Regions from separate parts of the Mus musculus genome. Here regions 1 and 3 are each linked to region 2. The links are chromatin contacts, called in public HiChIP or PLAC-seq maps. All regions are on one chromosome and are shown on one strand. The core of a region is the stretch at or near the end of the contact, and the rest is flanking DNA. Distances in the headings are between cores, read along the strand shown.

Evidence for each region. HiChIP or PLAC-seq counts read pairs in DNA pulled down with a chosen protein or histone mark.
Region 1: a contact with region 2 is called in an HNF4G HiChIP or PLAC-seq map of pancreatic cancer cells. The contact joins two enhancer-like sites. A contact is called at or near these places in 1 of 15 datasets of contacts at CTCF or cohesin (large pre-B cells), 5 of 484 Hi-C or Micro-C datasets (B cells, bone marrow-derived macrophages and embryonic stem cells), 3 of 115 datasets of contacts at active chromatin or transcription factors (embryonic stem cells, pancreatic cancer cells and stem cell-derived neural progenitor cells) and 1 of 9 other capture datasets (adipose tissue).
Region 3: a contact with region 2 is called in an H3K27ac HiChIP or PLAC-seq map of embryonic stem cells, with 5 read pairs. The contact joins two enhancer-like sites. A contact is called at or near these places in 4 of 484 Hi-C or Micro-C datasets (B cells, embryonic fibroblasts, germinal center B cells and 1 more), 3 of 115 datasets of contacts at active chromatin or transcription factors (CD8 T cells, embryonic stem cells and regulatory T cells) and 2 of 9 other capture datasets (adipose tissue and liver).

The regions. Positions count from the first base shown.
Region 1 is chr10:93,423,892-93,427,513 of GRCm38.p6, reverse strand. No RefSeq gene overlaps it. Among named protein-coding and RNA genes, the nearest start is that of Gm40742, 5.3 kb to the left of the region's middle. Within about 2 kb of position 1,638, at least 69 of the 459 cell types and tissues checked have an H3K27ac peak or open chromatin away from gene starts, as enhancers often do. A contact at or near this core is called in pancreatic cancer cells, where this site is marked.
Region 2 is chr10:93,186,443-93,190,081 of GRCm38.p6, reverse strand. All of the region lies in intron 1 of Cdk17 (cyclin-dependent kinase 17), which reads right to left. Among named protein-coding and RNA genes, the nearest start is that of Mir1931, 25 kb to the right of the region's middle. Within about 2 kb of position 1,436, at least 79 of the 459 cell types and tissues checked have an H3K27ac peak or open chromatin away from gene starts, as enhancers often do. A contact at or near this core is called in embryonic stem cells and pancreatic cancer cells, where this site is marked.
Region 3 is chr10:93,363,995-93,367,335 of GRCm38.p6, reverse strand. No RefSeq gene overlaps it. Among named protein-coding and RNA genes, the nearest start is that of Gm17745, 29 kb to the right of the region's middle. Within about 2 kb of position 1,810, at least 57 of the 459 cell types and tissues checked have an H3K27ac peak or open chromatin away from gene starts, as enhancers often do. A contact at or near this core is called in embryonic stem cells, where this site is marked.

The sequences.
Region 1 (3,622 bases), core at 389-2,888, 240 kb before region 2:
CTGCTTGTCTGTATGCTCAGATACAGATGGCAATTCCTGGCCTCTCTGGCTGTAAGGTATGGCTTGGTGAATATAGGTTTTAGCTGTTGGGAAATAGGAAATACTAAGTCTCAAGGACAGCTCCTGTTTAATAATAACAGTAATAACAACAACAACAATAATATCCACCCACTCTTTACTTTCCCTTGGATCCACTTTTATGAACTGGGAGGTGCCATTGACAGTAGAACTCTAAACAAGCCTAAAAATGTCAGAACATCACAATGGAACCCCTCTACAGCAAGGCTGATTCACATGAAGAAAATAAATGCTTTTTTTTAACCATTTTTTTAAAAGTACTTTAAATTTTTTTGGTTTTTTGTTTTGGTTTTTTGTTTTTTGTTTTTCGAGACAGTGTTTTTCTGTGTAGCCCTGGCTGTCCTGAAACTCACTTTGTAGACTAGGCTGGCCTCAAACTCAGAAATCCACCTGCCTCTGCCTCCCAAGTGCTGGGATTAAAGGCATGCGCTACCACCGCTGGCCAAATTGTTTGTTTGTTTGTTTGTTTGTTTGTTTAATGGAGTACTTTTCTTGAGGAGATTTCTTTTCTGTGCTAGTGCACACACATGCACACCACGTGGACATGTGCACACACATGCATGAACACAGACATATGCATGTACATTCACACACTCATATACTCACACAGATGTACATTCAGGGAAGCAGGAAGGGAGAGAGGGAGGGAAGAAGGGAGAGAGGGATTGTTCTCTGTCACTCTAGAACAATGACTGATGTCTTGTGACCATGAAGGGACTATAGCTGGATCAAAGTTGACCTGTTGAATGAGACCTGAATCTTTGACTTTCAGAGCCATTATGTTGTCTAGCTTTGCATTTTATCTTACCCTAAGACCTCTTATTAACCAAGCAATAAATTTTCATATCATTTCAGGCATTTAGAGAGTCCTTCCAAGAACCTGCCTGTCTCTCTCTCTCTCTCTCTCTCTCTCTCTCTCTCTCTCTCTCTCTCTCTCTCTCTCTCTCTCTCTCTCTCTCTCTCTCTCTCCTTTCTCTCTCTCTAGTAAAGTACAACTCCTTTGTAAACATGTTCAGATTCTTACTAACTCACTTAGCTTTCCTCCCTCCTCCTCCTCTTCCTCTTTCTCCTCCTCCTCTTCTCCTTTCTCTTTCTCTTCCTCCTCTCTTTCTCCCCTTCTGCACTCTATGTTCATTGGTGCTTTGCCTGCAAGTATGTCTATGTGAGTGTATCACAAGCCCTACAAACAGGTGTGAGCCTCTATGTGGGTGCTAGGAATTGAACCCAGGTCCTCTGGGAGAGCAGTCAGTACTGAGCTATCTCTCCACCGCACACTTCTGATGCAATTCCCCCAAGACATTGGAATCTGAGGTGTCATTGCTTTCATTGATGTTAAGGGGTTTTTAGAAGGTGAGGTCTGTTGGGAAAACCTGCAGCTACTGGCCCCTGTGAGCTTCCTGCTTCAAGACTAGGCCGATCCCACTGAACTGGTGTGAAGTTGAATAGGAGGCTCAACTTTCAAGAAGTTAGACTGTAGTTAAGTTGTGTGGGGTGTCCTCTGCAGTGAAGTGGTGTGGGCCTGGAAGCACCATTTGTGTGTCAATGGCGCCCTCTAGTGTCCAAAAGGCTTCACTTGCATGACTATTTTAAGGTATGACTAGTCCTTAATACAATGCATTCTCCATGGCTTCTATGAGAGCCTCACCCTAGCCTTGCCCAGGTATGCTGCTGGGGCACTCCCTAAAGTTCCTGCTAACTGGCTTGTGAAGCCAGAAAGCTCTTTAGATGATCTTGAAATGAAAGCATGTCTACACCAGGAAGCAAGGGCAAACAAGCCCCCTTGCTTTCTTCTCCTTTTGTGCCTGTGTTCTATGGAAGGGCCAGGCAACAGTGAGCCTCCCTTTACTTCCTGCCAGCAGCTGCCTCCTACTTTTGGACTCATCTCAGATCACTCACAACAGCCAATTTACCTCCTCACTCTTCCCGAAGCATCTCTGGGAAGCAATATTAAAACCAGCGGGCCTCTCATCATCCCACTACCATGCCCTGTGACTCCAAATGTCCCCCTGAGACAGTAACTCCTTCACACATGGCTGTTTAGCCCTTCCTTGAAGGATGGATTCACACATGCTGCCACATAGGCACAGACACGCCGGCTCACATGTGCACCCATACACACACCTTCTACAACCTGGTTGAAAACAGGATGCACGGTGAGACCCTGCAGCACCCACTGTTTAGCATTATTAAGCCAGGAAAGGTGGCTCATGCCTGCAATCCCAGCATACTGGAGGCTGAGTCAGGAGTATTACCACAAATTTGAGGCCATCCTGGGCTATGTAGAGAGTCTGCGGTCAGCCTGGACTTCTGGGTATAAGTTTGTGTCCCCCCCACCCCACACACACACAAATAAAGTTAAAAATTTACAAACTAAGATGGTAGTAGCATTATACTGGTTGGCTCCTCATCTCTCCAGGACACACTCAACCTGCAGCCGGTGGACTGCATGATGCCGAGGGAAACTGTGAACATCACTCAACAAAAATACACTTAAAACATTATGAGACTCTCCCTCCCCCGCTCCCCCCTCCCCCTGATTTTTTAAAACCTCAAGTATGTATTTATCAAAAATAAACTTTTGGGGTGACATCTTCATATCAGTGTCAAAGGGTTAAACACACACTCTCCTTCAAGCCTCCCCCAACCAAGATTCCTCGTCTTTATTCAGAGCACCCCAACTCTGTCCTTGTGCGTTGGCGTTAAGGTTTGCAGCTGCTTGGTGAGGATGCATTTATTCAGAGTTCCCATGTGAGTGCTGCATCTTCAGAGATACCCAAGCAAAGTGTCCACAGGCCTCGGCAGAGTGGACAGCAGCTTTCACCTCCTGGAGCATGGATCTGCTAAGAGAGGTTTAGGATAACTGTGTGTGTGATGTGCGTGAGAGATAGATGTGTGTCTCTCCCTTCTCTGCTCCTTCCAGAGCTTCACCGCGTCCTAAAGAGACTGCGCACGGCGGAAACTAGAAGAGGAAGCTCTGTTTTTCTTGTTGTTGGAGTCAGGTGGATGCAGATCAAACCCCATCATGGACAATCCCCACCCTGGGCACCAAGCCCATAGATCATAAAATATCAGGGCTGTCACACTCGTGTGATTGACTGTGGGTGAAACACCAAGAATAGTGTCTGGCACCTTATACATGACACCTAGGACCAGATCCTACCTCTTGTATCTCCCACCATGAGGCCTGCACTATTGTCAGGGGTCTGCTCGATGAAGGATGAGACCATTCAGCTCTGAGCAGCCCGGGCAGCTCCAGCTGTCCCCGGCAGGCTGCCCTCTTGGCTTGTTCTTTTTTCAATATATCCCATGCAAAGCATCTCCATGGTTGAAGTCCAAATTTTGAACAAAGCAGGGTTAGCCTTTCAAGCTTGTTCTTAGCCCAGAAGCTGCTGGCTTTGTGATGATCCGGGTTGGCAGGAAAGACATCAGGAAGCGGAAACCAATGGGATAATAGTTGCTTTAAGCAGGGCCCTGCAGGAAGTAATGGTGGTCTCTGAAAATGTGGTTGTACCAGATTTTATACACAACAAGGAAAGTCGGTTCC
Region 2 (3,639 bases), core at 187-2,686:
AAAATTTTAACATCAGAGCTTACTTTCAGTTATTTTTGCCATTTTTTCTGACAGTTCTGGGTAGACTGATAGCTCTCTTTAGTGGATTTTTATCGTGGTTCTGTACTCGGTTTCTCTTGGTTGTTACTGTAACAGTGGTTTGCTTTCTCCTTTCTGAAGAGTCCTGAGGTGTGGGCTCTTCTGAAGGATGCTATCTAAGACCTGTCTAAGTAACTGTTCTATTGCTGTGAGGAGACACCATGACCAAGGCAACTTATAAAGGAAAGCATTTAATTAGGGGCTTGCTTATAGTTTCAGAGGGTGAGTCCAGGACTATCATGGCAGAAAACATGGTGGCACTAGAGCAGTAGCTGAGAGCATATATCTGATCCACAAGCAGGAGACACAGAGAGACAAGAGACAGAGAGACAGAGAGACACAGAGAGGGAGAGGAAGAAGGAGAGGGAGAAGACAAACTGTGACTATGCCTGGGCTTAGCAGAAGCTTTTGAAACTTCAAAGCCCACTCTCAGTGACACACCTCCTCCAGTAACTCCACACTTCCTAATCTTTCCCAAACAGTACAACTAACTAGGGACCAAGCATCCAACTCTGTGCCTAGGAGGGCCATTCTCATTCAAAAACCACGACAAGGCTGCAGTATAAAAATGGGAAAGATATCAATTTCAACATATGGGTAAATCACAACACAGAAGGATAAATATTAAAAAAAAAAAGCAAGGCAAGTTTACTTCTACAAAGAATCTTGACTCTTTAATAACTGAATCCATGAGTAGTGAAACAGATAAAATGCTAAGGATTCTAAAGTTCAGTTTAAAGACGACTCATAAATGAATCCATGAAGTAAACGTGAATATAAGTTTTAAGTGAGAAATCTAAACATGTGGATGAGAAATTCAACAATGAGGAAGATTCTGGAGGGACAATTATGAAATCCTTAAAACTAAAGTTCAATAAGTCAACCCAAAACTCTAATCAACCACCAAGACACTAGACCTCTTAGAAGAAAGAGTTCCAAGGATGGACAAAAGGCCAAGGAATTTTAACACTGAAGTATAAACAGGAAGAGGGAGAGGGTGGGACAGGGAAACAGAAGCAGAAGGAGATGGGGAAAGAGAGGGAGACAGTAAGCATTAAGAGAGAACAAGAAAGCAAGTGGTCAGAAATGGCCACTAAAGACCAAGACTCTCAGGACAGTACTAAGAGGCCCAACCTATGAATCAGTAGAGAGGGTCAGCGAGCTAGGACGCAGACTAGCGATGCAGTAAATCTAGTCAATGAAATTACATTGAAACAGATACAGAAAATGTCAGAAATTCCAGGAATGAAACAGATATCCGAATACAAAAGCATCCCCCATGTCTGACTATAGTTAAACCGCCAAGAGTATAGAACAAAGGAAGAATAAGAATGCTGAAAGCCACAAGGAAGGCGTGTCAGATGACTTGTAAAGGCAAACAATCAGGAGAACTGACTCAGCAGACATCCCTAAGGCCAGGAGAGCGTGGGCCATGCCATGAAACAAAACCATCACCCAAGGTTACCGTAGCAAACAGAGCCAACCTTTAAAATCAAACAGACCTTCTCTGAGAGTAAAGCAATTCCCAGTCACCACGCCAGCCCTGGGGAGAGCTCAGGACGTAACAAACTGTACTGGGAGAATTGATGAATTCGGGGGGGGGGGGGGGGGGGGGATCAAGAACTGTTAGTAAAGTAAGCCAGCCCAGTGTTAAGGTGAAGAACAAAGAAATTAGTACACTTTGTCTAACAATTCTAACTATAAATGGTCTTTAAAAGTCTAACTCTCCAATTAAAAGATTAAAAAAACAAAAACAAACAACAACAGCAGCAGCTAACTGAATTACAAACAAGAGCCTTTGATGTCTGGGGGAAAAAAAACCTCAGCCTATGGCAAAGATACTAAGACTGAAAGTGATCAGAGAGGAAATGTTTGCAGTAAATGAAAACTTAGAAGTAAGCCCAAGTAACTATACTACCATCCAACTAGGCCAAGTTCAAAGCCAACTAAGTCAGAAGATACAAAGGTCACTCTATATCAATGAAAGGAATACTCCACTAAAAAGACACAATGACTGCAAATACAGATGCACTGAGTATTAGCGTACCCAACTCCATAAAGTGAAATTACTGGACAGACAGAGGGACACAGGTCCAGGTACGGTCATGTAGGTGACCTCAATAGTTCACTCTCCTCAAAAGACAGATCAAGCCGGAGTGAAAAAAAATGGCAAAAGAAAAAATAAATAAATAAATAAATAAATAAATAAATAAATAAATAAATAAATCTCAGTTAAACTATACCACACACAGAGCACCTGTGGAATACACCACTCAAAAGCTGAAGCGTACACATTCTTCCCAGGAGCCCATGGAACTTTCTCCAAAATAGATCGTATCTTAGGCTATAACACAAGTCTTACTATAAAGGAACTGTAGTGCTTTCTTGCCATCAGACCGTAAGGGAAGGAGAACAGAGATCAGTAAGAAAGTAGAAACTCTACAAGATCTTGAGAAAAGAACAGTAAGAGTGTCTGAGTGATCTGGAGGGTAATGACAAAATCAAGAGGGAAATTAAAATGCCCCAACAATCTAGGCCAGGCATGGTGGTGCACACCTTTAATCCCAGCCCTTAGGAGGCGGAGGCGGAGGCGGAGGCGGAGGCGGGCAGATCTCAGTGAGTTCAAGGCCAGCCTGTTTTACATAGTGAGTTCCAGGACAGCCAGGCCTATGCAGAGAAACTTTGTCTAAAAAAACCAAAATATGTTCATGAGTAAGGACTGGGAAGAGGGACAGGATGATCAAGGAACACTGTATTTGTGTATGAAAATGTCATCATGAAACCCATTATAGGTGTATAGAAATGGCTCAGCGTGTTCAAAAACAAGCAAACAAACAAACAAACTTGCTCTCAAGCCTGACATCCTGAATTAGAGACTCCGACCAGAGCAACCAGCCCCAAACTGTCCGCATACACTCACCACTCCAGCAAACTCTCCCAAACTCACAAAATAAACAAAATTTTTTCTAAAGAAATTTATTATTTTATACAATACACGTTAATAATTTTTAGCTTAAATTTAGAAGCTTTCAAAGTCATCCATTTTTCTTACAAGTACCTACAATTAAAAAAAATTCAAATATAATTTTAGGTAGAATACATCCTAAAGACTGTCAGGTCTGGCCTTTTATCAGTTTTCCTGGTGTAAGTCAAAGTGATAAAATATGATTTAAACAGCAAAGAGGTGAAGGAGTGAGCTTCTCCTCTTACAGTTTTTCTGTAGTCACTTAAAAAAAAGATCTCTATAGGAGTGCTAGATGTTAGTACTATCAATGAAATAACGGCTATTCCCTTTTCAGTGTATTCTGTAACAGGAAAGCAGCCACGTGGTATTACATCCCAGAATGTTTGAGACATTTATATATATTAATTCATTCGACCATTAATGGTTAACATTTTTAAAATTATCCTCATTTTATACATAAGACACTTACCAAGTAAAGAGTTAAAAGCCTAGAGCAAGTTACAACAAGTTAGCTGAGAAGCCGTTTGAAGGCCAAGAGATTTTAAAAATGCTTGTCCATACACAGTATGATCCAGCACAGAATAGAATAAACACAT
Region 3 (3,341 bases), core at 561-3,060, 180 kb before region 2:
ACACACACACACACACACACACACACACACACACACACACACACACACAGTCCAATGCATATCCAAAGCCCGAGGCCATTTCCTCTCCTTGATTGCTCTGATCTGAATGACAGGTTAAGATGACATGGCATGCATGCTGGTATCCATTCACTCATAAAATGAGCTGTTAAACAGAATGGTCAATACAAGGCCTACTTGGTGGCCCACAGGCAAAATATAATTGATAGGTTCATGGCCATGCTCCATGGAGAAAAACGGATCCTATAAAATTACAGGCATTGTCAACACAACCCCAAAGCCACCAGACAATCTAATAAACGAAGAGATGAAAATCTATCAAATGGGTTAGTTAGAAAACTCACTTATGAAGACCACACTGCAAAGCAACAGATTCCTCCATTTCCAGCTTATTAGCCAGGCCATGGGAAGGCATCAGCAAGAGCAATTATAAAATAGGGGTCTGGTGGTGAGAAGTCACCATATCCTCTCCCCTGTCTGTGGCCAGAGCAATTTTTGGTGTTTTTTTTTTTTTTTTCCAAATCTGTGGCAATCTCAGCCCATTTCCTATAATTTGCTCCTCCATGAAGATGAAAGAAATCTGGCCATTTTTCTTCTCCTGTTAAGCACACTATGTCATCTTTTTTTCCCCATGTTAAATGACCCAAGTCCCCCGTGGCTGTTTTTCAGAATGTCTTATTTTTAAGCTATCAGTATGGCTTTCCTATGGATTTCATTATAATAATAATGAAATAATAATAATGTAAAATTCCATACTGGGTTATTTAATAGAGTTTTGCTCAGCTTGAGGAAAGCTAAAAGATCCCATCTCAGTCTTCAGCCTTGTCTAGTCTTGCCCACAGGCTGGGATTAAATGTTCCCTTTGGCCCTCCACCCTTCAGTCTTACCAGTTTTTCTTCTATAAAGATTTCATTCTGACTTTTGGAAAACTACTTCTCTGTTGGGTTTTTAGGGTATCACTTCCTTTGCCGATTTATTAACACGTCCTCTAAGCCCAGCTACCTCTGTGAACAACAGATATATCCCAGCCCCAGGTCAAGATTGCTGACAGCCCTAAACCAATACCTGAGCCACTAACCAGCATTTTGCTGACTGCTTCAGAGCCAGAAGTACTCCACACATGATGGCCCAGCGTATTGATCTATACTACAGAAAGTATGGCAAGGATCCAGCTTTGGTTCATGTCAGGACTTCTAGGCTTGGAACTGATAAAATGAAATCTGACAACCTACAAAGGCCAGGAGAGGGCATCAGAGCCCCTGAAACTGGAGGTAGGTGTGGTTGTTATACACCACGTGAACGGGTGCTAGAGACCAAAATCTGGTCCTTTGTAAGAGCAGCCAGTGCTCTTAACCGCCAAGCCATCTCTCCAACCCCAGTCTTACAGTCCTTTGTCATAGGAGGCCGCTGTCCCATATGCTGTAGTGTAGCTGACAGCTGTGGGTTCTGCCCTGTACATGCCAGCAGTATTTCTGTCTTCTGACAAATAAAAATGTCTCCAGTCTTTTGCCAAGGGCCTTCCAGCTGTGAACTACTGCACTGGATAAGCCTTCCCTTCTGATCTTATCTTTTCAGACACAAACTACATTGGTTCAAAAAAAAAAGTTTGCATGGTGCACCCCTCCCCCACCTCATTCACTGCCTTGAATCCAAAGGGCTGCTGAGATTTGCCTTGGGATAGGATCTATTTTCGTTCTCTCCGATCGTGATCAAAGCCATCTTACTGTGGCCTCACTGTGGCTGTGCAGTGGATCAAGCACCACACAGTTACCCAGGAGCCTGTGCAGGCAGCTTCTCCCTCAGCACGTGCAGCAGGCTCTCCTCTAGAGGATCACATGACTGCCAATGTCTCATCATCCTTTCCCATTTACAAAGTCAGCGCTGGGGACTGAAGCCAAGGGCTTGCGCAGGCTACACCTCCAGTCCTGTTTTCTTGTTTATTTGTTGAGGCAGGGTGTCACTCTTGGTCTTGAACTTATCATCCTCCTGTCTCTACTTTCCTAGTGCTGGGGTCAGAAGGATGAACCACCACATGCAGCTAAGGACTGCATAGTCTTTAAATAAAATTTTACTGTCAGCCCACCCAGGCAACAGAGAGGAAAGCCCCTGGTGCAGAATCCCCGACCAGCATTGACCTTAAAAAAGTCAGTCTTCATGCCAAGGGCAGTTCCCTCGTGTGCTTTATAAAGCTGTTCCTCCCCATCTCCTTTCTTCAGAGTTTCATTTCCCCTGGTGACATCCGGCCCTCCCGTTACTCTCTTACCCTTGATATTCTCTTGCCATCTCCATACACGGACCCACTTTGGCTCCGTGGAGCCCCGGGGCAGTGGCTCACTGGAGTCTCTTGCAGCCTCTGCCCTCACCAGCTGGTAACTGCAAAGGCTCCACCAGTTCCCAAGCACCTTCCATGACCCTTCAGGTGTGATTCCTACCATACCTAACACTGAGCAGGAGGAGGTAGGATGATGGAACAAAAGAAAATGGGGGTATCAGGGGGCTGAAGGCTGCTCACTGAGAAACGTCCACGGAAGGCCTGTAGGATTGCTGGCCCCACGCACTTTTGTGACCCTTTCAAGTGGGAAGCCTATTCTATTCCAGTAGCTGGAAAGGCTACCCTTTTTTTGTTGCATTGTTCCTGCAAGGGCCAAGCCCAGTTTTTATCTGACAGACTGAAGAGTGCTTTACCCCACCCCTCTTTGTTGTCATGCAAATGTTTTGCTAATAGCATCATTTTCTTCCTCCAGTAGAATTGTCTTTGAGAGGGACCTATTTCTACAGACCCTCCCCATTCTGAAGAGATCTGCTTTGATGGCAATTTTTCTTTCTTCAGTGAAAATGCTATCTCCTGCCTGGCAGCTCAGCCCTTGCTTTCCACCAGCCTGCTGCAGTCACTGGTTGGAGACTGTCCCGCTTTAGCTTGGCATAAACACTTCCTGGAGACCCAAGTCTTCACACACAGCTCCATCTCATCCCCTGACCATCTATCTCACCAGCCTGATGTGGGTGGGAGCTTGAAGCTACACTGTATGGGAGCTAAGTGGCCCTGCCCACAGGAAGAGCACCAGAGAAATTTACATCCATACTGGAAAAGGCATCCTGCCTGTCCCTTTGTCCCTTTGTTCCTTTGTCCTTCCATTGCTTTCCCATGGGATTTCTCTTGCCAAGGTCTTGGGCAATTGAAAGTGGACCTCCCTGCAGCACATTCTCTTTATCTGGTTGACCTCTCTCCTTCCTTCCTTGGCATCCTGAATAGTATCACGTTCTCACCTACACCCAAGTCTGCAGGTTTCTTACAAGATTGGGTGAAATTCGGATCTGCCTAA